Regions from separate parts of the Triticum aestivum genome. Here region 2 is linked to region 1. Evidence: chromatin contacts called from public Hi-C data. All regions are on one chromosome and are shown on one strand. The core of a region is the stretch at or near the end of the contact, and the rest is flanking DNA. Distances in the headings are between cores, read along the strand shown. Region 1 holds the start of LOC123122903. Region 2 holds the start of LOC123122904.

Region 1 (4,054 bases), core at 505-3,004:
GGGGCCGCCCGCAATAGAGACGAGGGTGGAGGTGAGACGACGGCTTGCCTGTTTGGCGACTAAGGCGCGAAGTGAGATGGGCCGATTGCGGCGGTAGCGCGTCCGGGACAGAGGAGGTGAGACGGCGGCGCCAGGTGAGATGGCTCAGCAGCGGCGGCAGCGCGTCCTGGATGGCCGCAACAAGGCGAGGAAGTGAGACGACGTCTTTTTTGAAAGTTAGTGAGACGGCGTCTTGCCTCCTTCTGAGATGGCTCGGCCGTGGCGCTGCAGTTTGAGGGACGGCTCCTCGCGACGGATCAGGATCTAGACCGGCGAAATGGCGTGCACAGGATGGTGGGCGCGCGGCGGCAATTTTTTCAAGGAGAGAGATGCGATCGGGATGGAGGGGTTCCGAGAGACGGGGGCATGGGTGAGTTCGTGGATCACGGTTGTTTTCTCTTTCGGTTTCTGTTTCTCAGCTTTGGTGGGTCGTGCTCGTGCGGGACGCCACGAAGCAAAAAAAGAAAAAAGAAAATCGTACGGAATGTGCAAGGTAGCTATCGATAGGAGGGGGTTAAAGCAAGGTCAAACCATCACGACGTTCGAATCTTCTTTAATAGCAGAGACTAGTAGTAAGCAACGGTAGGAGTGAAAAAATTGTGCCGACGATCCCCGTGCTCTGCTTTATGGTGGTAGTACCAGTAGCAGCACCGTGTCAACAACAGTAGTAGTAGCAGCTGTCTACTCTGCTCTGCGCTGCCCCGCTGTGTTGCCGGCGACGGTCATCTGGCACTTGGTCACCTGCACCTGCACCTACGGCCACATTCAATTTGGTTGGAACGCCACGCCCATGCCCATGCCGGCTCGGCTCGCACAACAACCAATGTACGTACCCCCAGAAGTATGTGCACGAATCAATGAATGAATACCGTACTCTAGTACTAGCACTACCTTGGGCGCCCACAGCAATTCACCCCATCCCGGGATTGTACGTAGTAGTAGCAGTAGTATATCCCGCATTCTACGGCGGCACGTACTCAGCAGAGTAGAACGCATCAGATCATTCACACCGACTCACCGAGAAATCAGCGTGGTGCGTGGCCAATTATGTGGATCCGGGCCATAAATCTGGAAACTAAAGCAGGTTTGGTAGTACTGCCTGGTCCTGTTCAAGCACGTAACCATCAACTTTTTTTTTGAGGATATATAACCATCAACTTGACACATGAAGTGTTTATCTCTCCTCCCCCAGGGAGCATGCCGGGGTGTGGGGCCACTCTGTCAGACGCTCTCTCTCTCTCGGTCCCGATAAATATGTTACAAAGACGAGACCGGATTCTTAATGAATGCTTAATGGAGTAACAAGCACTCCATAACCTGACAACCAAGATCGCACCCAAACGCATCTTCGAAAGGGACATCACCCTCTGCCGCAAGTGTAAAAAAAAAACCAGGGCATCTCCGCTCATGGACTGCAGCCGCAAGCGAGAGAGGGAGAGAGACAGATCTTTTTCTGAGATGAGAGAGAAAGATATATATATTTTTGACAGGAGAGAGAGAGATTAGGTGGGAAGGGAAGGAAGCAGCATCACGAGGAGAGAGAGAGAGAGAATAAAAGAGAAAGACCAACGGAGAGAGATGTCAACAAATCTGCTGTCCTTTGCACTAGTTTAGAGAGCAGAAGAAGGTGGTTCCATTCCATCCCGAGAGAGAGAGATCGGGCCCGCATGGCAGCGCGCACATGACCCGACCGAACCCAACAAAGCCCGTCCGATTCCGATCCATCCATCCAAAAGGAAATATATCAGGCCTTCCGGGGAAGAGAAGAGGAGAGGAGAGGCGAGGGGAGCAGAGCGCAGCCATTCGGTCCGGGGGTTCGCCCAAGACAAGAACCAGTTCCGACCCTTCTCCCCCTCCCCCAGTCCTCCTCCCTCCCTGGCCCATCGAATCCGGCCCCCCGCCCCGCCCAGATACGCCGCGGTTCCTCGCGTCTCCGCCGTGAAATCCGCCGGAGAATTCCTTCATTGCTCGCCGCTTCTTCTTCCACCTGCTCCTGCGTTCTTGCGTCGTGGGAGGAGAGCCCGCCGTGCTCCCCGCTTCTCCGGCCCATGCTCGTACTTCGGCGGGTCGCCGGTTCCTGTCTGCCGCTGTTCGGTGCCAAGAAGAATCTCTGAGGCCGAGGTAAAATCTCGAGTTAAAATTTCGGCTCGGTTGTTTGTTGCAGGAAAGATGCCATCTTTGCCGTCCATTTATGTTTTTCTCCGTTGCCTGTTTTGGTAAAATCTTGTGGAGAAAGCTCCCTCTTCTCGCAATTGAGTCGCCGTTCGATTTGCTTCTTGTCTCACAGAAATTTTCGGTCGGGTACGCCGGCGGCGAGCGGTTGAGTGATGATTACATCTGTCCAGTAATGATAGTCTTTTTCTTCTTAATCCGCGTTTGCCGCTTCTCATGAATTGTACAGTACTTCTCTTGAATGAATCGGTTCTTGGTAGTACTAGGATTTGGTAGAATCGACATGGCTGGGACTGTGGAGGGTTGACTTGCCTCGTCTCCTTTATTCTTTCTCCCCTTCCCTACAAGTTGACGTCCAAACAGCCGGGGGATAATAATATCTCCTTTATTTCCCTTGTTTGTTGGGATAATATCTCTACTTAAAATCTGCCAATTATCCCCAAATTATCACCACTTGCTAACGAATAAATCTGTATGATCAGTTGGCCTGAGCTTTTCGTCATCCTCTGCGACCACCATCATTGCTCACTTTATACCAGGAAAAAAGGGCCGGCCGCTCATCAGTCATCGCCTTTTCTTCTGCTCTTTGTTTGTCAAAGCGATGAATAATGCGTGTTTGTCTTTTCGCATAACTGACGCTGGTTCTGGACAAAGGCGTTATCATTTCTTTCTTCTGCTGCTGCTTTATGTGTGTAATGTAATGTAATTCACCTTTGATTGAATGTCCTGTTGAGCAGGTTGGAGCAGCAATGGGGGCAAAGGTGGAGGTTGAGGGCTACAATCCTGGGCATTGCGCCATGGGCGACCTCCACGCAAGCTGGAGGTTCCCATACGAGGAGGAGACGTCGAATGGCTTCGTGACGGCGGAGGCGTTCGGTTATTCGGAATGTGATAAAGAGATGTTCAGGCGCACAATGCTGGCGCATGAAGCTGTGTTTAGACAGCAGGTACATACATTTCCTCGATTACGTAAACTTCGATGCAGCAACACTTAGATGATTTCAGTTCCCCCCTTGATGTCTTGTGTATTTCTTGGCTTGACAACAACCCTCTTGCTATCTCCAGGTGTACGAATTGCATCGGGTTTACAGAGTACAGAGAGACCTGATGAAGCAGCATCAGAGCAGAGAAATGCGTGCATGCTCAACACTGGAAGATGCATCGCAGAGAGATTCGCCATCACAAATTCCACTGCATGGTGCAAACATGATCGGTACTGCTGCTGTGAACAATGAGAAAAGCCAGTCGTCCAAGTTCCCCAGGGAGGGCAGTGTCCAGTCCTCGCCAAATGGATTTCCCTCAAGTGATGCTGCTTTACCCACTAAACAAGGCAGGTTTGACCTTGAGCTCCGAGCTGATCATTATTTTGAAGATGACCATGCATCGGACAGCAAGCCTATAGATTTCCTTGGTGTATCATCGGATACAAAACGTCCGAATGATGCTGGTGCCGCATTAGCTAGGGCGGAAGGCTTGGGGAGGTTTGGCCATAATAGTGCAACCTCCTTTCCGCCGAGTACAGGTAATCTTGTAGGCCACAATCACAATGTTGCTGACCTGAATAAGCCAATTCTGGGCCCATATATGGCCAGAACAAATGGGGCAGTATCGGGAGGTCCTTCATATACTCTGGAGAACTCTTGGCAGCAGTCTCCATGGAGATCAAGCACAACTAACTCCAGTTTCAATAAAGAATATTCCAAGGACAAGCGTATTAATGAAGCCACAAGCTCTAATTTCTTTGATGCAAGTTCCAGGATAAAACAAGAGGAGAAACCACTGATCGATAAAGGTAACAGTAAGTTCCATTCAGCATCATCTCTTTTAGTATTTTTTTTCTGGT
Region 2 (4,054 bases), core at 895-3,394, 270 kb after region 1:
ATCGACCAACGCACAGGGATTAAAAGCGCTAATAATTGTTTATGTTTTGCTCTACTAGCACGTACCGCTTTTACCGTGACGAGCTTCTTTTTTCTCCGGGGTGATGCTTGTGCCCCCAGCCGGTTTGTTTAATTGCGTTTGGTCCTTTGGCGACCGGGCGGTGGTTGCAAAGCGTACGCTGAGAATGCTCCACGCAATGATGGCCGTGCCCAGTGCCCAACCTATATGTAATCCAAAATGTAGCTCTGAGGCCAGCTGCGTCCTCCTCGGAGGAATGATAAATTGTACTGAAAATAACTTGTTTGAAAATATATTTTTTGACATGTATTGTAATACTGGTAAAATGTTGATTTTCCCAAGCTTTTTAGAACACATTTTTCGGCCTAGGTCACGATGTATGACATTTTCTTGCCAAGAATTGCGCTCAGAAGGAAATCACAAACATGGTTGTTGTGAAAAAATAGTTTTTATTTCTTAACCTATTTATTTTGGTAAAAAAATTGGGTGGTATGCCCAAATCATAGGGGTACCTCACTATTTAGCACGAATATTCCTATATTGTAATATAAAGATAAGCAAGTGGCCACACACTTGGAATACCATGCGAACATTTGTATGTAAGTTGCAATGAAGAACATGGAGGGGGAATGAACAGGAGACACCAAATTGGATAGCGAAAGAACATGCCCGAGAGGTTAACGAGATGTCATACGGGTAATGTGGCTCCTCGATGACTTCGTATGTACGCCTGATCGGGGCAGTGTCACCTTGTCTTGATGCTAGTGATGTAAGATATGTAAGAGGATGAAGATTGTGGAATAGTACCGCCAGATAACGACGAAGTCATAGGTGGGCGCAGGATGATAAAGACAAAAGAAACAAATAGCGGTGACGACGCAAAGAGCAGAGAACACACAAACACACACTAGAATCTCGCACATAGATGATATGATGAAGATGAGTGACGCGACAAAGAAGGCGGAGTGGTCCCACATCGCTCTACCCCTAAGTCCGCGGAGCTAACAGTCGCTCCGTACTCCTGATTCTGTGATATTGGCATGTTGTCACGCCAACAACCTGTCATTTATTTTCGAGACATAACGTAGAGAGTTGGTTGTACAGTTTAGGTATTCATTAACTACGGCATTTGACTAAACAAGTGAGGAGTATTATTGGGCAAGCAGACATTATAGGATCCAAAAGTACTTGCACTAAACTGGTGCGGCAAATTTCATGCTTACGTATGAAAGTAGGATTAACACAAAAAAAGCGACACAAGCATAAGGTAAACAATCAATAAGAAGATACTAACATACTGGCATAATAAAAATAAAAGAAATACAACAACACATTAACACCTGCACTGTTGCTAAGCCATAAGTGCATACAAATACATTCAACATGTCCAACCACCATTACTAGTACCAGCAGTACATGCACCCACAGTACTCCTTCTAGTACTTGTTGAAAGGAGTCCAAAACAACCGCGTGGATATATCCGGCTGGCTGGCTGGCCAATGTAAAGGTCCGGACGGTGTGTACGTAGCGAGTCCACCCAGGAGATAAAAAAGAAGGCATCACGAGGGGAGGGATAAAAAGATGGCCGGTTTTGCAAGGTTTGGAAAGGAGGTTGGGTGGTACCGTCCTCCTCGAGTATTTTTAACACTTGTTGTCTGTTACTACTTTCTCTCTCTCCCCCACCGGGAGGGAAGCAAAGCCAAGGGTGGACAGATTCTCTCCCAAGTCCCAATCCCTAAACTCGTATCCTCCATTACTCTAAACAAACCGGACCGAGGAAAGAGAAATAAATAAAAATCAATCGTCCTCATGATAACTGTCCCATAGGAAGGAAATCCGATCCTCCGGAATAATTATATCAATATCATATCATAGCACAGCACACTTGGAATTGGAAAGAGAGAAAAACGTAGTACCACTAGTTGTCTAGTTCCACACCAGAATCGTGAGAGGGACAGCAGCCGGTGGCGATGTGGTATAATATGGGGAAATGTCTGGGTTGGTGATTGATGAGAGAGAAAGCCCGGGGAGAGGGACAAGGGGGTGTGATGGGGAGGATCAGCATCAGGGCGGAGAGGGAGAGAGAATATCAGATGTCAACAAATCTGCTGTCCTTGCGGCTCGTTTAGAAAGGAGGAGGGTCGAAGGTGGTTCCATTCCATCCCCCTCCCTTCTTGCCCCCAGAGGAGAGAGGAGAGAGGAGAGAGAGGGAGGCCAGGCCAAACGACGCCAATCCAAAACCCCCAAAAGGAGCAAGGAGAGAGAGAGAGAGAGTGGGGAGTGAGCAGAGAGAGAACAAACCAAGATACTCCTACATCCGCAGACAGTGGTTCGTTCGTCCGGGGACGAGGACGAGAACCCACCACTTTCTCTCCCTCTTCCTCGCCCTTCCTTCTCTCCCTGGCCCGGCCCCAGCAAATCCGGTTCCAGCCTCCCCCCGACCGGACCCGTCCCGGATACGTCGGAGCTCCGAGCGTCCTCCGCCCCGATCGCCCCCCTGCCGCCGCCACAGAGATTTGCCTCTTTCTTTTCGTTCGTTCTAGGATATATAGATAGATAAATAAATATCCTGCCTTGGTTGGGTTGGGCGGCTTCTTGGGCGGCGCGGGGTTTCTTGGGGCATGGCCGTGGCGGCGGTGCCGGACAGGACGCTCGCCCGCCGAATGCTGCGGGTCGTCAGGCTCAACCCGCTGCAGCGCAGCGCCAAGAATCCCTGAGGTCAGAATTTCCTTTCTTTGTAGCTGGTCTAGTTCAATTAATTCTGCTCGCGCGCTGTCTGGATCGTGGAATCGAGCTAACACAATCCAAAGGAGCGGTGTTGATTTGCTTTCCCGATGTGTTGGACCTCCAATCCGGGGGCACCTGGGGGGATTGGAGCTCCGATTTCGGACGAATTTCTCTCTGCCCGACGCCCCTGTCGCTGTCGCCGTCGCCGTCGCCGTCACTGTCTCTTCGTCCGCTCCTGGCCTCCGCCGCACGTCCAGATCCGGCCGCCCTCCACGCGACACATCGGCCTTGGCCACCGGCGCCGCCTCCTGCTCATTGCCGCCCTCCTCCTGTTGTCTAGATCCGGACGCCTGCCGTCCGTCGCCATCCGTTCTTCGCTTTCCTCTTTGTACTCCAGGCGTCTGGCTCGACTTTGGCGTCCAGATCCACTTCCCCTTCCCTTCCCACCTCCGTGCCTGTAGCTACCATTGTCAGTTCGTCCTGCGATTGCCTCGGTTTCCCCGTGCGTGCTTGCTCAAGTATGCTTGCCCATCTCTGGCCTTTATTTACAGTTCTTATCATCCAAACTGGAGTTGGAAATGGGTTAATCTTCTATTTCCAAGACACTTCGTAATTCTCCCCTTTCTGAACAAACTGGAATTTTCCTTGGTGAAACCAAACATAAAACTTCGAAGTGGACGCAAATTCCAGTTCAACTGAAATTGGAATTGGGACTCTTTGTGTTATAACTTGCTTGTTGTAATTTTTTTGGGGCCTTTTATTAGGTTTCGGGGTTCTTATTTTCTGTTTTGGTGTTAGGTCTGTGTGACGTTTCAGTTGGATTGTACGCGAGAAGTCAATGATTGCATCTGCTGGCCATAGGTTTCTATTTTCCACGTTTGGTAAAGATGATGATATATCTCTTAAAAGAACTAGTCCTTAGGATTTTATTAAGTAGGTTGAACTATCGCCGGTTGACTCGTCTTCTCTCCTTTAGTTATTTCCTGCCCGATGAATTTAGAAACAAACAGGTGAGGTGCATATTCTATGCCATTATGGAATACAGTATATATTTAAAAGTTGGGCCTTTGGTGTTGTTTACTCTGTTGCTGTCTAGGTTTGTTTGATTATTGTAGGGGTAGTGAGTTTTTGTCATGCATTTTATCCATGATACATGTAGCATCTTGTTTCCCAGATCCTTTCTTATTACTCACTGCAGTATTTATTGGCAGGTTATTTCTCTTTAAGTGCCATTCAGATTGGGAGGTAGTATTGATTCACCTGAGCAAGTCAAGCTGTCCAGTTAGCTCAAAGCATTAAAGATTGGAAT

What was found. Hi-C and Micro-C count contacts between places; a contact is called where the count stands out from the background.
Region 2: a Hi-C map of leaf shows a contact between it and region 1, with 4 times the contacts expected there. The contact joins the promoter of LOC123122904 here to the promoter of LOC123122903 in region 1. A contact is called at or near these places in 2 of 5 Hi-C or Micro-C datasets (both in leaf) and 1 of 1 datasets of contacts at active chromatin or transcription factors (leaf).

The regions. Positions count from the first base shown.
Region 1 is chr5D:473,610,539-473,614,592 of IWGSC CS RefSeq v2.1, forward strand. LOC123122903 reads left to right here and starts at 1,755. Exons shown (of 4, transcript XM_044543277.1): 1 at 1,755-2,160; 2 at 2,949-3,158; 3 at 3,277-4,003. The coding sequence starts at 2,961.
Region 2 is chr5D:473,883,065-473,887,118 of IWGSC CS RefSeq v2.1, forward strand. LOC123122904 reads left to right here and starts at 2,145. Exons shown (of 5, transcript XM_044543279.1): 1 at 2,145-2,736; 2 at 3,957-4,054.